2 separate regions of the Capra hircus genome follow, and region 2 is linked to region 1. The links are chromatin contacts, called in public Hi-C maps. All regions are on one chromosome and are shown on one strand. The core of a region is the stretch at or near the end of the contact, and the rest is flanking DNA. Distances in the headings are between cores, read along the strand shown. Region 1 holds the start of CCDC71 (coiled-coil domain-containing protein 71). Region 2 overlaps PRKAR2A (cAMP-dependent protein kinase type II-alpha regulatory subunit).

Region 1 (7,142 bases), core at 3,122-5,621:
CACTCCACCCACCCAAGAGTGTCCTGGTCAGTGAGGAGACTCTGTGGCCCGACAACCCAAAGCCACCCTGACCTCTGACTCAACCCCCAGCCCCTTGCCACCAACTGGGGAAATTCAAGCTAGACCCTTTCCTGGAGGGAGCAGAACAGAGAACAGGCACAAGTACTTCAGCCAATTTGGGCCTGGCCTTGCCCCTGCCCCAGACAAGCCCTGACAAGGCCCCAAGGTTTCAGCCACAGTAGACGAGGCCAGCTGTCTGCACCGCCCCTTCGCTGGCTTAAAAACCTGCGGCTGCAAGCTGCCCCATGGAGCCACCTGCTGTCCTCCTCCAAGGGACCTATCTGGGTAAAACACCAGGGCAACCCCAAGGGGAGATGTCCCACTTGAGTGGCTCGGCTGCCCCGCTTTCACTCACACCCATGACATTCCCCAGACTACCAGGCTCCTCTCTGGCACCCTTGTTCCTGGGGCTACCTTTCCTATCTGCTCAAGCTGGCCTCCCAGCAGTCACATATGCAAAAAAAGACCACAAAGGGCAGGCAGGGAGACTGGAAGGTGGAAAGGTATAAAACGTGATAGGTGGACAGTAGACATACAACTTGAAGAAAAAGTCACAGTGCGCTGCGCCATGAGACCACCCCTCCCGTCCGCCCGTCCGCCCCACCTCCTCCAGTCTCTGCAAGGTCAGTGGCCCTTAGGGTCCTGGAGAGGCACCCGGAGTCCTCGGGCTTGTGGAATCCATGTGCATTGCACACTGTGTTGCTGGCCACACACACAACAGGGCTTGGTTTCCCTAAAAGTCACTGTGTCAAGGAGTCAGGGTGCTGAGTGTGGTGGCAACGGCTGCAGTCGTATTACGGGGGAAAGGTTCACACGGAGGACCCGCTGAGCCTGCTGCCGCACCTCATCGTCTGAAGCCAGTCTGTCCACCTTGATGGCCCTGAAATTCAGCAGCCTTGCCGTCCCAGGTCTGAGCTGCACCTTAGGGGGTCGGGGCCCAAGCCGTGTTTTCTTCCGGGGAGGAAGGTCCTTTGCTTCCTCGGCCCTTTTCCTCTTCTGCCCTACAGTCTCAGGGCAGCTTTTCCGGCTCCTCCTTGCAGTCCTGCCCTGAGCAGACCCTTTTGGCCTGCCCCTGCCCCTGGCCTGGGTCCGAGCCACCTTTGCCTTGGCTCGGATGGCCTTGGCCCGCACGGCCTTGGCCTTGGCCCTGGTCTGCACTGCTTTGGCCTTGGCCCTGGCCCGCGCTGCTCTGGCCTTGATCCGAGCTGCCTTAGCCTTGGCCCTGGCCCGCACAGCCTTGGCTTTGGCCCGGGCCTGGGTGGCTGTGGCCTGTGTTTGAGCCACCTTGGCCTGGGCACGGGCAGCTTTGGCCTGAGCTGCTTTGGTGCCCAGAGCACCGCCATCTTTCATTCGTGGGCCACCAAGAGACCCAGTGATTTTGCAGGTCTTGCTCTGGTGCCCAGAGCCTTGTCGCGGTCCAGACCTGGGGCCTCTTCGAGCCAGACACTTAGGGCCCTTGCTTGTGGCTTTTCTGGGAGCTTTGAGCTGGGCATTCCCCAGCCTCTTCCCTGGACCTTTCCGCACCTTTAGGGGGGAGTCTGCAAGAGACAGCTGCAGTGATTGCGCCTTGGGTTTGGCGCCCAAGCAGGCCACAGGAGTTTTGAGGGGAACTAGGGCCTCAAGGACAACGGAGAGTCGCATGGCAGGGTAAACACCTGGGTAGAGGTGGGTGGGAAAGCCCACCGCCGCACCCTGGGCACGGCCGGCACTTGATTGCTTCAGGGAGCTCAGCAGCAGGTTGGTGGTAGCATGCTTGGCGAGGGCTGGGGTGGACGCTTTGGCCAGCCTGCCAGACAGTGGCATGGGGAGCAGCGTGGCCCGGCCCGCAGGCAGCCGCATGGCAGTTTGGGGAGCACTGGCTGGAGGTGATGTGGCAGCTGGGGTAGGGGCACGAGCCTGAAGTTTTGTCTGGCTTGGGGGGTTGGCTGTGCACGAACTATAGCCATAGACATCACCGCTGCGCAGGATGGTAGGCTGGAAGCCATCATCCCGCAGGCCCTGCAGGAAGGCCACAAGCTGGGCCTCAGTGGCACTGAGATCCTGGCTCATGGGGTTGAAGACAAGCAGCGCTTCCTCCAGGGCCTTCTTCCCCGCCGTGGAGATCCGTGACCAGGAGTGCACAGCTTTCTCCTCCACATGCTGCACCACCACGCTCATGGCATTAGGCACTGCAGGTCTGCCTGGGGATCCACAAATCAGCACCTGGCACCTCCAAGACAAGAGTAAGAGAGTCAAGAAGGGCACCACGATAGGGGCCAGGACAAGTAGACAGGTCAATCAGGGCCAGCATTCATAATAACAACCATGGACACAAAGGGGCCTGCTCAGAGTGAGACAAGCACTCCATGGAGCAAAACCTCAAGCTTCTCCACCTACCAAGGTAGAGTGTGTGCTGGGAGGTAGATGGTGAACTCATATGGGTCAGTTTCTTCAGGATACATGCCCATAATCAGAGCCATCCAACCTACTGCTGGGTCCCTGGAAAGATCTGAGTTTGGCCAAAATCCTAGTACTAGACTCAACACTGGGAATACAGGTAAATACCTCTGCCAGGAGCCCTGTACAGAAGACAAGATAGAGATACTCTTAAGGTCCTTGGGATGCACACTGGCATACAGCTCAGCTTGCCAACAGGAGGATTCCCGAGAGGAATACCCATGTGGCACGTGAGTGAAGAACATGAAAGGACCACGTGGAGATGGTACAAAAGGGGGAACAGCCAATGCAATGGCTCCAAAGTGAGAAAGAATAGGGCAAACCTGGTATGACTGGAATCTGTGGTCAGGGCTGGGAGGGTCAGCTGGAAAAACCAGTGAAAGCAGTGCAGCACAAGCTTTGAATGCTGCCTGAATGCCAGCCTAAGGGCCCAGACTTATACCCCAAATCCATGACCATTTCTGGCTTTCTGAGTTCCCAGCCAACTCAATCAGAGGTACAATTCCTAGCACTAGAGCCATGGAGAGCAACCCCAGAGAAAGAGCCAGCCTCTCCTTCAACAGAAAGGAAAAAGATGATGAGTAGCAGGTACTAATAAATTATCTCTAGACAATCAATGGACTTGAGTTTGAGCAAGCTTCTGAAGATGGTGAAGAACAGGGGAGCCTGGCGTGCTGCAGTCTCAAAGAGCTGGACACGACTGACTGACTGACTGAACAACTAGACAATCAGGCAGCCTAGGGCCAGGCAGCCAGACCAAAGCACAAAGTCTGACAGTGGGAGCCACAGACTCCAAGTAAGATGCTTAGTGGGCCCAAGAGAGCTGAGTGGTCCTAATTGAAGCTTAGAAATACAAAATTCGATACTGCCCATTTGGAGCTACTGGCAAGAATCAAGTTGTCCCAGGCTTCTCTGAAGAAGCTGCAGGCCGTCAATCAGGACTAATAATCTAGCCCAATCCGGCACTGAGGGGTCCCAGAGGCAGCTCCGCAGCTGCTCAGGAGCATTAAAAGATCAGCTGGGATCAGGCAGGTCCCTGGAGCCAGGAGGTGTCTCAGTGCAGCTTCCTCCTCCTCCCTAATAGATAGCAGAAGTTTTCAGAACTCCCTGGAGGAAGTGCCCTGGGGCTCTTTGTTTGGAAATATTCTTGGATCCTCAGGTGTCTCAGGCACTTCCCCTCTCCGGAGGCCATTCTCCAAGTACAGTCCTTGCACATGACTTTGGTTCTTTTATTATCCCACCCCCGCCCCGCCAAGGGCTGTAGTTCCCAGAACAGTGAACTACTGTACAATAAGGATGTTGGGGGTAAATTGGGGCTCTTCCGCCCAGGTTGGCCAGGGCCCTTGGGAGGGGTCTTCTGGGCTTTCCAAAAGGCTCCGGAAAACAGAAGCTGCAGCCCGACCCCTGACTTCTCAACTATCCCTGGGACCGGCAGAGGAAACTGACAAATGCGGGACGAGAGCAGCCCTATCCAAGTGGAACCGGGGTAGGGAAGATCAGGGCCCTCAGGCTGGGAGTCCGCGTTCCTGGTGCCCAAGCCGAGAGTTGGCGCGAGGGACCTTGGAGGCAGCGAAATGTACTAGCAGGCAGTGGGAGCCTGACCGGGTCTCACAGCCCCAGGGTGGGGTCTCTGGGCACGGGGTGGGGGGGGTGTCTCATCCCGGTCGGCGGAGGGCGCTGGTCCCGAAAGAGCCGGCCATCCGGCCCACCGCCCTGCCGCCTCGCGGACGGCCCCTCCGCGGCGTGGCTAGGCCCACGGCCCCAACCTACCGGCGACGCCGCGGGGACCCAGGACGCGCCTCTGCGCCGCCTTCGTTGATCCAACATGGCCGCCTGCTGCGCACCGGAAGTCAAAGCGCTTCCGCTTCCGGGACCTGGCCCGCCCTAATGACCCTTGACCCCCCGAGACCCCGTTTCCCCCAAAGTCTAGGGGCCGGACAAGTAGGAACCAGAGACGACTTCCTGGAGGAGGTAGCAGCAGGGACCGCTCTAAACCTTTGGGAGCCTGTGCAGGAGTGTGAGGGGCAGAGGTGCTTTTAGAAGCCTATGGGCAGTCACAGAGGGTGTCTGGATGCTTCATCTGGGCACTGGTTAATAGCCCTCCTCATTCCCCATAAAATCCCAGGATCCTCTGGCTACTCTACGTTTCTCTGCCTATACAGAGGGGTCTGGGCAACCCTAAAGAGAAAAACACTCCACCCTAGGCCTAACCTTGTGCCCCTAAGCACCTCACGGCCTCACCCCTGGTGGTTGGGGGTCTTTTGTGCCTTTAAGCATAGCCAAGATATCCAGCAGGAAATGCAAACTCTCCTGCTCCTCTAGTCAATGCTTCTGGTCCCCTTGTGTTGGTAAAGAGAAGAGAACTGTGGGCTCTCAAAGGCCAGGGTCTCAGAGGGTGCAATCAGGAAGTCCCACCTTAGCACTCTCAGTCCCCAGCAGTGGGTGAGCCCCATTTCTGCCCCATCCATGGTTGAGAATTAACTGTTCATTCTTAGGACCAATTCAGCCTCACCTTCTGCCCAAGTTCTCTTCCACAGCTTCTCCAAAGCCAGCAGTGTTGCCCTCTGTATGCAAGTGGGGCCAAGCCTGTATAAACAGAATCCAATTCCATGAAGAAGCAGAGCCCAGCCTCCAGGGATGGCATGGGCCTAGATGTGTCCCGAAAAGAGGATACATCTCTAGTGATGTCCAATCTAGAAGTCAATGCAAAATGGAGAACAAAAAAGGGTAGGTCCATCCCCAGTCTGTATCCCTTCCAGACATTAGAACTAGGGGAATGGTATGGCTGAGGGAAAGTGGTCTGAGGTATCTAGTTCTCTGAGGGGAGGCTGATCCTTCTGCCTCTTGGCACCCAATATATCTGGGATGGAACTCTCTGGGATCATTCATCAGGACCAAGTCTGACTTGACCTGGACTCTGGTGGATGCTGACTGGGATCAGATGAGATGAGGCTGAAGAGACCTCAGGGTGATCCCAGGATCCAGCCCTTGCTTTCCACTTGGCATCTTTTAAATATTTATTTGGCTGTGTCAGGTCTTAGTTGTGTCTCAGTTGTGTAGCTGTGTCATGCTTTTGTTGTGGCGCATGGACTCTCTAGTTATGGCACATGGGCTTAGTTGCTCTGAGGCATGTGGGATCTTAGTACCCTGAGCAGTGACTGAACCTGTATTCCTTGCTTTGCAAGGCAGATTCTTAACCTATGGACCACGAGAGAAGTCCCTCCATTTGGCATCTTTTCTAGCCCTGAGTGATGGACCCTAGACCCGTATCCACCAAAGCAGAGATCTGGTGAAGATCTAGATGCGAAGGAGGCCAGTGGTCTTGAAGGGATCACCCCAGGAGGGAGTCTATGTGCCAAGGAGGAAAGCTAAGGCTGGGTCTTGAGGAGCCGCTTCCTAGGATGGGAGAGGAAGCAGGGCCTGTAAAAGACTGAGAGGCAGGACAAGCAACAGGAGAAAGCCAGGGTCACAAGGGGTGAAGCTTTGAAGATGCCAGCAAAATTTCAGTTAAGAAAACGATCACAGTGCCCCTCCCCCATTTTTTATGGTGTGCCATGGTGACTTTGGCAAGACCAAGTTTTGAGGAGCAGTGGTAGTAGATGTAAGGTTGGCATTAAGGCAGTGGAACCTGTAAGAGAAGATGACTTCAAGAGTTTAATTGTAAGGAAGGGGACACTGGAGGGACTTCAGGTGCTGGGAGGGAGCTAAAGGTAGGATGCTTTTATGTGCTTAATTGCTGGCCAGGAGAGGGGGAAGAGGCCTGGAAAGGGAATAGTGAGAAATGTGAGAGGGTGTGCAGGACAGTGTGAATACTCTAAGGAGGAAGGTACCAGTGGTTTGAGTGAGGAGCATGTTGAGAGAATGGAGTGGGAGGATGGAAGCCTTCTAGCCAGGATCTGCAACCAGGCTTGGCACCATTTCCCTGCCGGCCCTCTAACTCCATCTGCCAGGCCCTGAAAGGGACTGAAGACTCTCTGGTCATGGAGAAGGCAGGCTAAGGTATTCATGCCCCGGAGCTCCTCTCAGCCCATTTCTGATGGAGGTGTGAGAATCAGTACCTTAGCAACCCTTGCTCTGATTGGAATAGTAATGTGAGGCCCATGTTCTGTGCTGGCTCCCAGAGTCCCCAGCAGGATTTGGTCCCTGCTGCCCACAGTGGGAACTTGCTTGACACACCCTTAATTGGCTGGTTTCCCTGTCTTCTTGCCACTTCTCTGCTGGTGCTTCTTGTCCTCATTTCCCACATTAACTGCACCTGTGTCTCAGTCTCCAGGTGTGCTTCTGGCGAACATGAGGCAGACTGTCTATAAAATAGGGACAGGATGGTAGCAAGCACAAACATCCATGAGGACCTCTGCTCTTAGGTGACCACTGACCTGTACAAATGGGCTCCAGCTCACAGACTCAGCCAGTACTCTTAAGACTGAGAAGATAGGATGAGCCAGGGTCTGGGTCTAAGGTAGGTCGGCCTCTGTCACAGCAACTTGCTTTGGCCTGACCCCCGAGTTGGCTAGAGGCAGGCACAGGACCGTGAGGATGGACAGTCACAAACTGCCTTAGGCCCCACGGGATAAACCCAGAGTGACCTGCCTGGGAGGTCCGTGGCCTCTGACTCCATCCTTTGCTCAGTTACACTCCCCCACACA
Region 2 (7,681 bases), core at 4,789-7,288, 260 kb before region 1:
AATCTTTTCTAGTCTGCTCACTTTAAGACATATTTGAAAAATCATTAAAGTTTCTTTATAACATCAATCTTTTTAAAAAGATGGTTCAAATCTGCTTTTATAAAAGTAACTTGTTCACTATATAAAAGTTGAAAAATCTGAGTTTTTGAAAAAGCAACCCCCAAATCAACTGTAGTCTTGCAACAACTACTGGGATGTAAAATCCCTACTGGGATTAAAATCTGGGATGTATCCTTCCAGGCATAAATCTTTTTACAAATAAGTAAACAAGTAAATAGGTATGAAGATGGATAGATGTTTAAAATTTTTTTTATTATAAAATGCTGTATAAACTGTACCTCAAATTTACATCATTCCACGTCATTAAACCAGTCCTGTACCATCATTTCCAATGGCTTCAGATCTTCTTGATTTGAATGCGCCAGAATTTAGCTCCTGGAAACCCCTATTTTAGTTCATTTATGTTGCTTCCATCTTTCACTATTATAGTACTGCATTAACCTCCTTAGAAAGGATCCTTAGGAAGGATGCAACTGATAGGCATGAATTCTCCTGCAGGTAACTGCTGAGTCAGTTGGCTTGACTAAGTGTAAAGCTGATAGCTACAACTAGGCACCCCTACCATATCCTCAACCAATCTTGCTTCCTATTCTTCTTAATAATTGTCAGTCTGTTAGATAAAAGATGGTATCTTGCTGAGATTTTAATCTGTATTCATTTTAAATATCAGCATAATTAGACTTGGTATAGAGGAAAAGGGGAGTGAGTGGGGACTGAAATTATTCTACCCAATCCCTTTGCTGCAGTTCTTACCCTTGGATCAGTATCTTCCTCTTCCTCATCAGGGTTATAGGTCTCAGCACAGACTAAAGTTGGAGAGAAAAAAAATAAAGAGAAAAATGAATAAAACATGTGTATTTTACTGGAAAATAGGAAGTAAACATAATTTCCTTTTGTTCACTGTTTTCTAAAGCTATAATGAACTTTGCAACCCCTTCCTTCAATTAACAAATATACTAAGTACCTAGTAATGCCAGGCATTTTGCTAGTGATGAATAGTCAGCTATCCAGGGATTGGCAGATTAAACAGGAGAGAAACCATAAAAAAACCTCATCTACTAAATTCTATGGTAGTGACAAGGATAAGCAAGGAAGTGCTGTCTCTGCTGAGCTATGAAGCAGGAACAGAAAACCACCAAGTACAATACACGCAGTATAGACATATGGATATGGAATTGGAGTACTCACAAAAAAATCTAAATATCTCAACCTCCTTATGTATTAGAATGACTTAAAAGAATGAATTTTAACAAAACGAATATAATACTATTTGTCAGGCTCTCTTATAAATACAATATTATATAATTTAAAGCCGACTCGGTTTTCTTTGTAGGTAATCTGTGTTTGCACCAATGGGCTGCAGGACTTGTCTTTATCGTAATTCAAAGATTTTAAAAATGTTAACCAAAAAAAAAAAAAAAATGCTAACTAAACAATTGCTTACAATACCAGAATATCATAAATGATGTAAGTATGCATTTGAATGATTCAGCTATGAGGAAGATTGAGAAAGACCCCCTTTGGCTAATTAACAGTCAGCTCTATGGGAAAAAAGGCCAAAAAAGGAGGTGAAGAATATACTATTAATATGTAGCAGACTGTCCTTCCATAAAGAAGGACTTCCATGAGAAAGAAGGAGAGCTAAAAGCGATGGGGAGAGGGAATAAGTATGAATACACACACACACACACACACACACACACATACACAAAAGTGAAAGTGAAAGTCACTCAGTCGTGTCCGACTCTTTGCAACTCCATGCACTATAGAGTCCGTGGAATTCTCCAGGCCAGAACACTGGAGTGGGTAGCCTTTCCCTTCTCCAGGGGATCCTTCCCAACGCAGGGATCGAACCCAGATCTCCCACACTGCATTCTTTACCAGCTTAGCCACCAGGAAAGCCCATATAAAAATTTTTAATGTATTTATTTTTCCAAAAGGAAACAAGAGAAGGATAAACCAAAAAATAATAAAATTGTTTCCTAGAAGGTAGGCAGAAACAAAAAAGGGACAGGGTAGGGAAAGGAATGAAACTTCTCTGAGAACAAAATTTTACATAGTTTTGACATTTAAGCCTGTTAAAATGTTTTATATAGTCTTAACAATAAATTTGATAGAGGAACCCGAAAATTGAAAACCAAGAGAAACTAATGAATCTAACCACATATCAGGTTGATAACATAACCACAGAAAAGGAAAGGGGAGTGATTTTAAGTAGCTTCTGAGCATAATAATCTGACCAGTGGGATGTATCCAATGACAAAAAAGAACTGATGTCGGCAGTGGTACAATAATTCCAAAACTCCTCTGTGTACTACAGTTGTGAGTAAAAAAATATATACTTAGTTTTTCACTGGAAAAAAGGGGAATATTAATACAAATACAGAACACAAGATGAGTTAGAATTGGAGATGCAATACAAGTCATGCTTTTAAAATCTTACCCTTAGGGATGACAATAGTAGACACAATGAATTATGTAATGAATAAAAAAGTTAGTTTACTCATAAACTATTTTGTCAGGAATGTCTAGATGTGATCACTGGCGTTACCCAGAAAGCTACAAACCTGTTCCTTCCTCACAAGAGCTTTAGTATACGTCATTACAGCTAAGGAAAAGTTTTTCTTCTAAAAAATCCTCAATTATTTGCAATAACTGTGTGACCTGGCTTGGTTTACTTCAAATCTCCACCTTCTCTTCTGCACACTGGAGCTAACAGTAGCAATTCCCCTCTGAAGACTGTTGTAAGGTTTCAAGTAAACAAGCGCGGGGCACACGGTAAGGAGGCAGTAAATGCCAACTCGTTGAACTACTGCTATTATCACGTTTCATTTGTTCTGGTTTTCTGGAACTTTAATTGCCATTATCTTGGTTCTTTTCTCTATCCGAGCTCTTTCAACAACTGTCCTCTCTTCAAGGCTGTCTTGTATTACAGATTTTGCCCTTAAAATTTTTACTTCTCTTGCCCTCTCATGCAACTATGCCAAAGCCTTTGACTGAGTGGATCACAACAAACTGTGGAAAATTCTTAAAGAAATGGGAATACCAGACCACCTGAACCTGCGTCCTGAGAAATCTGTACGCAGATCAAGAAGCAACAGTTAGAACCGGACATGGAACAACAGACTGGTTCCAAATTGGGAAAGGAATATGTCAAGGCTGTATATTGTCACCCTGGTTATTTAACTTATACGCATATGCAGAGTACATCATGCAAAATGCTGGGGTGGATGAAGCAAAGCTAGAATCAAGATTGCTGGGAGAAATACCAATAACCTCAGATATACAGATGATACTACCCTTATGGCAAAAAGTGAAGAGGAACTACAGAGCCTCTTGATAAAAGTGAAAGAGGAGAAGTGAAAAAGCTGGCTTAAAATTCAACATTAAAAAACTAAGATTATGGCATCTGGACCCATCACTTCATGGCAAACAGATGGATAAATCATGGAAACAGCAACAGACTTTATTTTCTTGGGCTCCAAAATCACTGCAGATGGTGACTGCAGCCATGAAATTAAAAGATGCTTGCTTCTTGGAAGAAGAGTTATGACCAACCTAGACAGCATATTAAAAAGCAGAGACATTACTTTGCTGACAAATGTCCATCTAGTCAAAGCTATGGTTTTTCCAAAAGCTATGGTTTTTCCAGTAGTCACGTATGGATGTAAGAGTTGGACCATAAAGAAAGCTGAGTGCCGAAGAATTAATGCTTTGGAACTGTGGTGTTGGAGAAGACTCTTGAGAGTCCCTCAGACTGCAAGATCAAATCAAATCAATCCTAAAGGAAATCAACCCTGAATACTCATTGGGAGGACTGATGCTGAAGCTGAAGGTCCAATACTTTGGCCACCTGATGTGAAGAACTGACTCACTAGAAAAGACCCTGATGCTGGGAAAGACTGAAAGAAGAAGGGGACAACAGAGGACAGATATGGTTGGATAGTATCACCAAATCAATGGACATAAGTCTGAACAAACTCCAGGAAATGGTGAAGGACAAGGAAGCCTGTCGTGCTGCAGTCTATGGGGTCGCAAAGAGTCAGACATGACTGAGCAACTGAACAACAAATTAGCATTCTGTAGTGGACCCTTCTAATCTTCATTCTTCTTATATCCTTAATCCACCAAGTTCATTTACAAGCCTTATAATGTTTGTTAGGGTTTACGTCTTATTTGTGAGCAGGTAAGGAATATAACTGGTTCTTGACCCTACACTCCATTCTTCTGTATGATGGCTAAAAATCTCTATGTATCTACAATGAAGGGATGAGATGATACATACCACTCTCAATCCCTGATTTCTTAGAGACATTTACTCCCTGCAGTGCTGGTCTAGCTGCCCTCCAGCTTCCTCCTTCCCACTGATTTTCTGAACTAATGGAATACCTGAGAAACGGTGACTCCCCACATGACCTGTAGACAGGACGCCCTTTCTTGTCCAGCCTATAGGTGTGGGCCATGCCTTCTGTGCTGCACTGCCATTAATTCTCTGCCTAATAGGAAACCAGGATCCTTAAAGAGACGGAGAAAAACTCGGGAGAAGGGAGTAAGAGAACAGACATCATTCTAATTCCTAAAACAGCATCAGGTAATGTTCTGTATAGAGCGCTGCCCAATCCCTGGTAGCACAGGCTTTTGGAGCTGAGCCAGGTAAGGGATGGAATATAATGATTCCTTATCTTTCACCAAGCCGTTCTTGTCTCCACAAGGAAACAAGTTCATCTTAGGTCTGTCCTAAAGATTAAGGCAGACACCTTCCTGAGTTCTTAGATGTTACTGCTGTCACTTTTCACATTTTCATAGGTATTTGGGTAGGGGGTTGAGGAAGCTGTTTTGAAGGCAGCTCATCAGATACTATGTTAAACTGCAAACTTCTTGGTTCTCTGTGCTCTTGATTAATGCTGTCATTGTCAGCCCAGTTTTCTAAACTAGAAATTTGGAACTCACTATTACTGCCTTCTTTCCACCTGTTACCCAAATTTGTTACATCAAATTCTGCCTCAGAAATATTCTCATACTTGACCTTTATTCCATCTACCCTGTTACTCCTTGGTCCAGGATTTCAAAATGTCTTCTTTGAAAAATGCATTTAAAAAACCCTCATTTGGGAAACAGGTGGGTACATGGGGATTATTATACTTTCTCTACTTTTGCATATGTATGGAAATTTTTCATTTAAAAAGTTGAAAATAATAAGTCTTTTAATGATGAGACTGACAGGATTTTACTGATAATGACACTTAGTCTTGAGCTCGCTTATTTTCAGGCTTGCTCTTCTTCTGATTTTGGAGGAAAGTACTGTAGCACTTAGCTCATTTTTGTATTTTTAGACATTAATGTAACTGAGGCAACAAATGTTACATCCTGAAGTCTTAAGACACAGCACTATGATTTAAACAAAAGCAATTATTTTCATTAAAATCATTAATGTTTCCTATTTGTGAAAAATGGAGAAGGAAGTAGGAACCCACTCCAGAATTCTTGCCCGGGAAATCCCGTGGACAGAGAAATTGGTGGGCTACAGTCTATGGGGTCGCAAAGAGTTGGATACGACTGAGTACACAGACATTAGTAGAAAAACAGTGTATCTTTATTTTTTTTAATTGGTTTGGATGTTTTCGCTTTTCTTTTTGAACACCAGACAGCTCCTTTTTCTTCTTCCTCTGTTTACCTCAACCTCTCTACTTCTTCCTGATCCTGATCCCAAATTACTTTTCTCATTTTCTATGTAAAAATCTATTCTTAGGTCTCTGTGATTGCTGTCCCTTATGGCTCTAAATATCAGGAAGCTTATCTCAGTGTAAAAGTTACCTGGGGAGTCCCAGCGTCAGTGTGATCCTCTCTGCAGCCTCAAGAACTACACTGAATGTCCTGAGATGCTCAAGACCTGCTGAAGACAAAGGCTAAAAGAACAGCACAGCCCCTCACTTGAGGGAGTCAATGTTGCCCCCACTGTCCAGCAGATGTCACTAGTTAGTAACAGGGAACTGTATAAAGGAACAATAGATCAGCCAGCATTACTTCCTCCTCTAGGTTTTAACGGCTGCTTTCTTCATCCAGAAATGTGAATCACTAAAATGTACTTGTGAGAGAAAACCCCTTCATTTCTACCAGGCCTGGTCACTGGCTTCAGGCCCTGCGCTGTCCTGCTGGTTCCCGTGAAGAGTTGATACAGCCTGGTATATGAGAGAGCTAGGGTTGCCATAACAAAACACTACAGACTGGGTGCCTTTTTAAACAGCAGTAGTCTGTAAAATGAAAGGTTTTTGGTTTTTCTTTTTTAAGTTTTTAAAGTAACAGAATCAAACTGATATTTCAAGCTCAAGGACAGTCAATGCTAATCTAGGACAAATTCAAGAAATCTGCCTTTAAAGAATTTATGGACTGTCTTCCAACTGATGTATTCATTGCTTGATGTAGAGGGGCTGTTCTGCTAGAACGTAGGATTTGGAAGCTGCAGTTTCTCAATTCCAATACTTTGGAGGGGAGAGGCAGCATCAAAGAGGGGAAGGCCTCATCTCTGAAGCTACTCACACTACAGTCTGAGGGTGGATCCATTATTCCACACTATTTCTCTACGTCCCCAGTCCTTGGTCTCTTCAACGGTATGACGGTATAACAATCCTAGAACCATGTTAAAGGGTTAATAGTAGGAGGAGACATTTAAATACAAGGCCTGGCTCACAGGAGACACTCAACAACTGCGAGCTCTCCTCTGCTGCTTTACCTTCCAGGTTATTATTGAGTCAGACATCCTGAGAGCTGAATTCTCTTCTGCAGTGTCTGACAGAAGCACATGTATTCACACAAATAGTTTAGCTGAGATCCTTGGATCACATCAGGAGTCCATTCCCTAACTCTCTTTCCAGTTTATTTCATTAACTTTTTTTTTTTTTTCCGTTGGCTGCACCTCATTGGCACATGCAGATCTTCCCTGACCAGGGACTGAACCCATGCTCTCTGCAGTGGAAGCAGAGTCTTAACCACTGGACCGCCAGAGAAGCTCCTCCAATTTCATCTCCTCTCCTATGGCCAGAGCAGCTGGGTCCCGTTTATCCTCCTTCAAGGCTTCAGACATTCTTCTACCTGGAATGCATCCTTCTTGGTACTAGCCCAAGAATAACCATGTTTTTCAACTTCCAGTGCAATTTCTGCCTCCCTCCAAGAAGCGCTTCTTGATTTTTTTTCTGCCTACAATAATTTCTCTTCCTGATTCCTGATCCTTCCTGATCCGGCCATATTTACCAACACTGTTGCAAATGTTAACGATACACCAGTGAACAAAACAGATGAAATTCCCTGCCTGACTGGCATTTATACCCCTGCCTGACTGGCATTTATACCCTTGCATAGTGAACTAGATGGTAAATGGGATAAGTAAGTTAAAAGAGGAAGGGCACTAAGGAGAAAATAAAGTAGGGAGATAGGCTGTGTTTGTGTGCTGGGGAGGGGCAAGGATTTCAGATAGGCCTTACTTAAGGCCTGAGAAGGTATCCTTCACATGAGGGTCTGAAGAATGTGAGTGAGCAGTCCACACAGGTAGCTTTGGTGAGATATGGGAACAAAAGTCTGACTAGAATGGGCTCAAGAGAGAACAGAAGAGAACGGGAAGCATGTA

What was found. Hi-C and Micro-C count contacts between places; a contact is called where the count stands out from the background.
Region 2: a Hi-C map of blood shows a contact between it and region 1, with 3 times the contacts expected there. The contact joins the enhancer-like site here to the promoter of CCDC71 in region 1. A contact is called at or near these places in 2 of 5 Hi-C or Micro-C datasets (both in blood).

What each region holds. Positions count from the first base shown.
Region 1 is chr22:50,934,422-50,941,563 of ARS1.2, reverse strand. CCDC71 (coiled-coil domain-containing protein 71) reads right to left here and starts at 4,371. Exons shown (of 2, transcript XM_018066639.1): 1 at 4,267-4,371; 2 at 546-2,269. The coding sequence starts at 2,217. The coding sequence ends at 817.
Region 2 is chr22:51,191,123-51,198,803 of ARS1.2, reverse strand. PRKAR2A (cAMP-dependent protein kinase type II-alpha regulatory subunit) reads right to left here. Exons shown (of 11, transcript XM_013973513.2): 3 at 814-866. Among named protein-coding and RNA genes, the nearest start is that of PRKAR2A, 32 kb to the right of the region's middle. Within about 2 kb of position 6,038, at least 3 of the 5 cell types and tissues checked have an H3K27ac peak or open chromatin away from gene starts, as enhancers often do.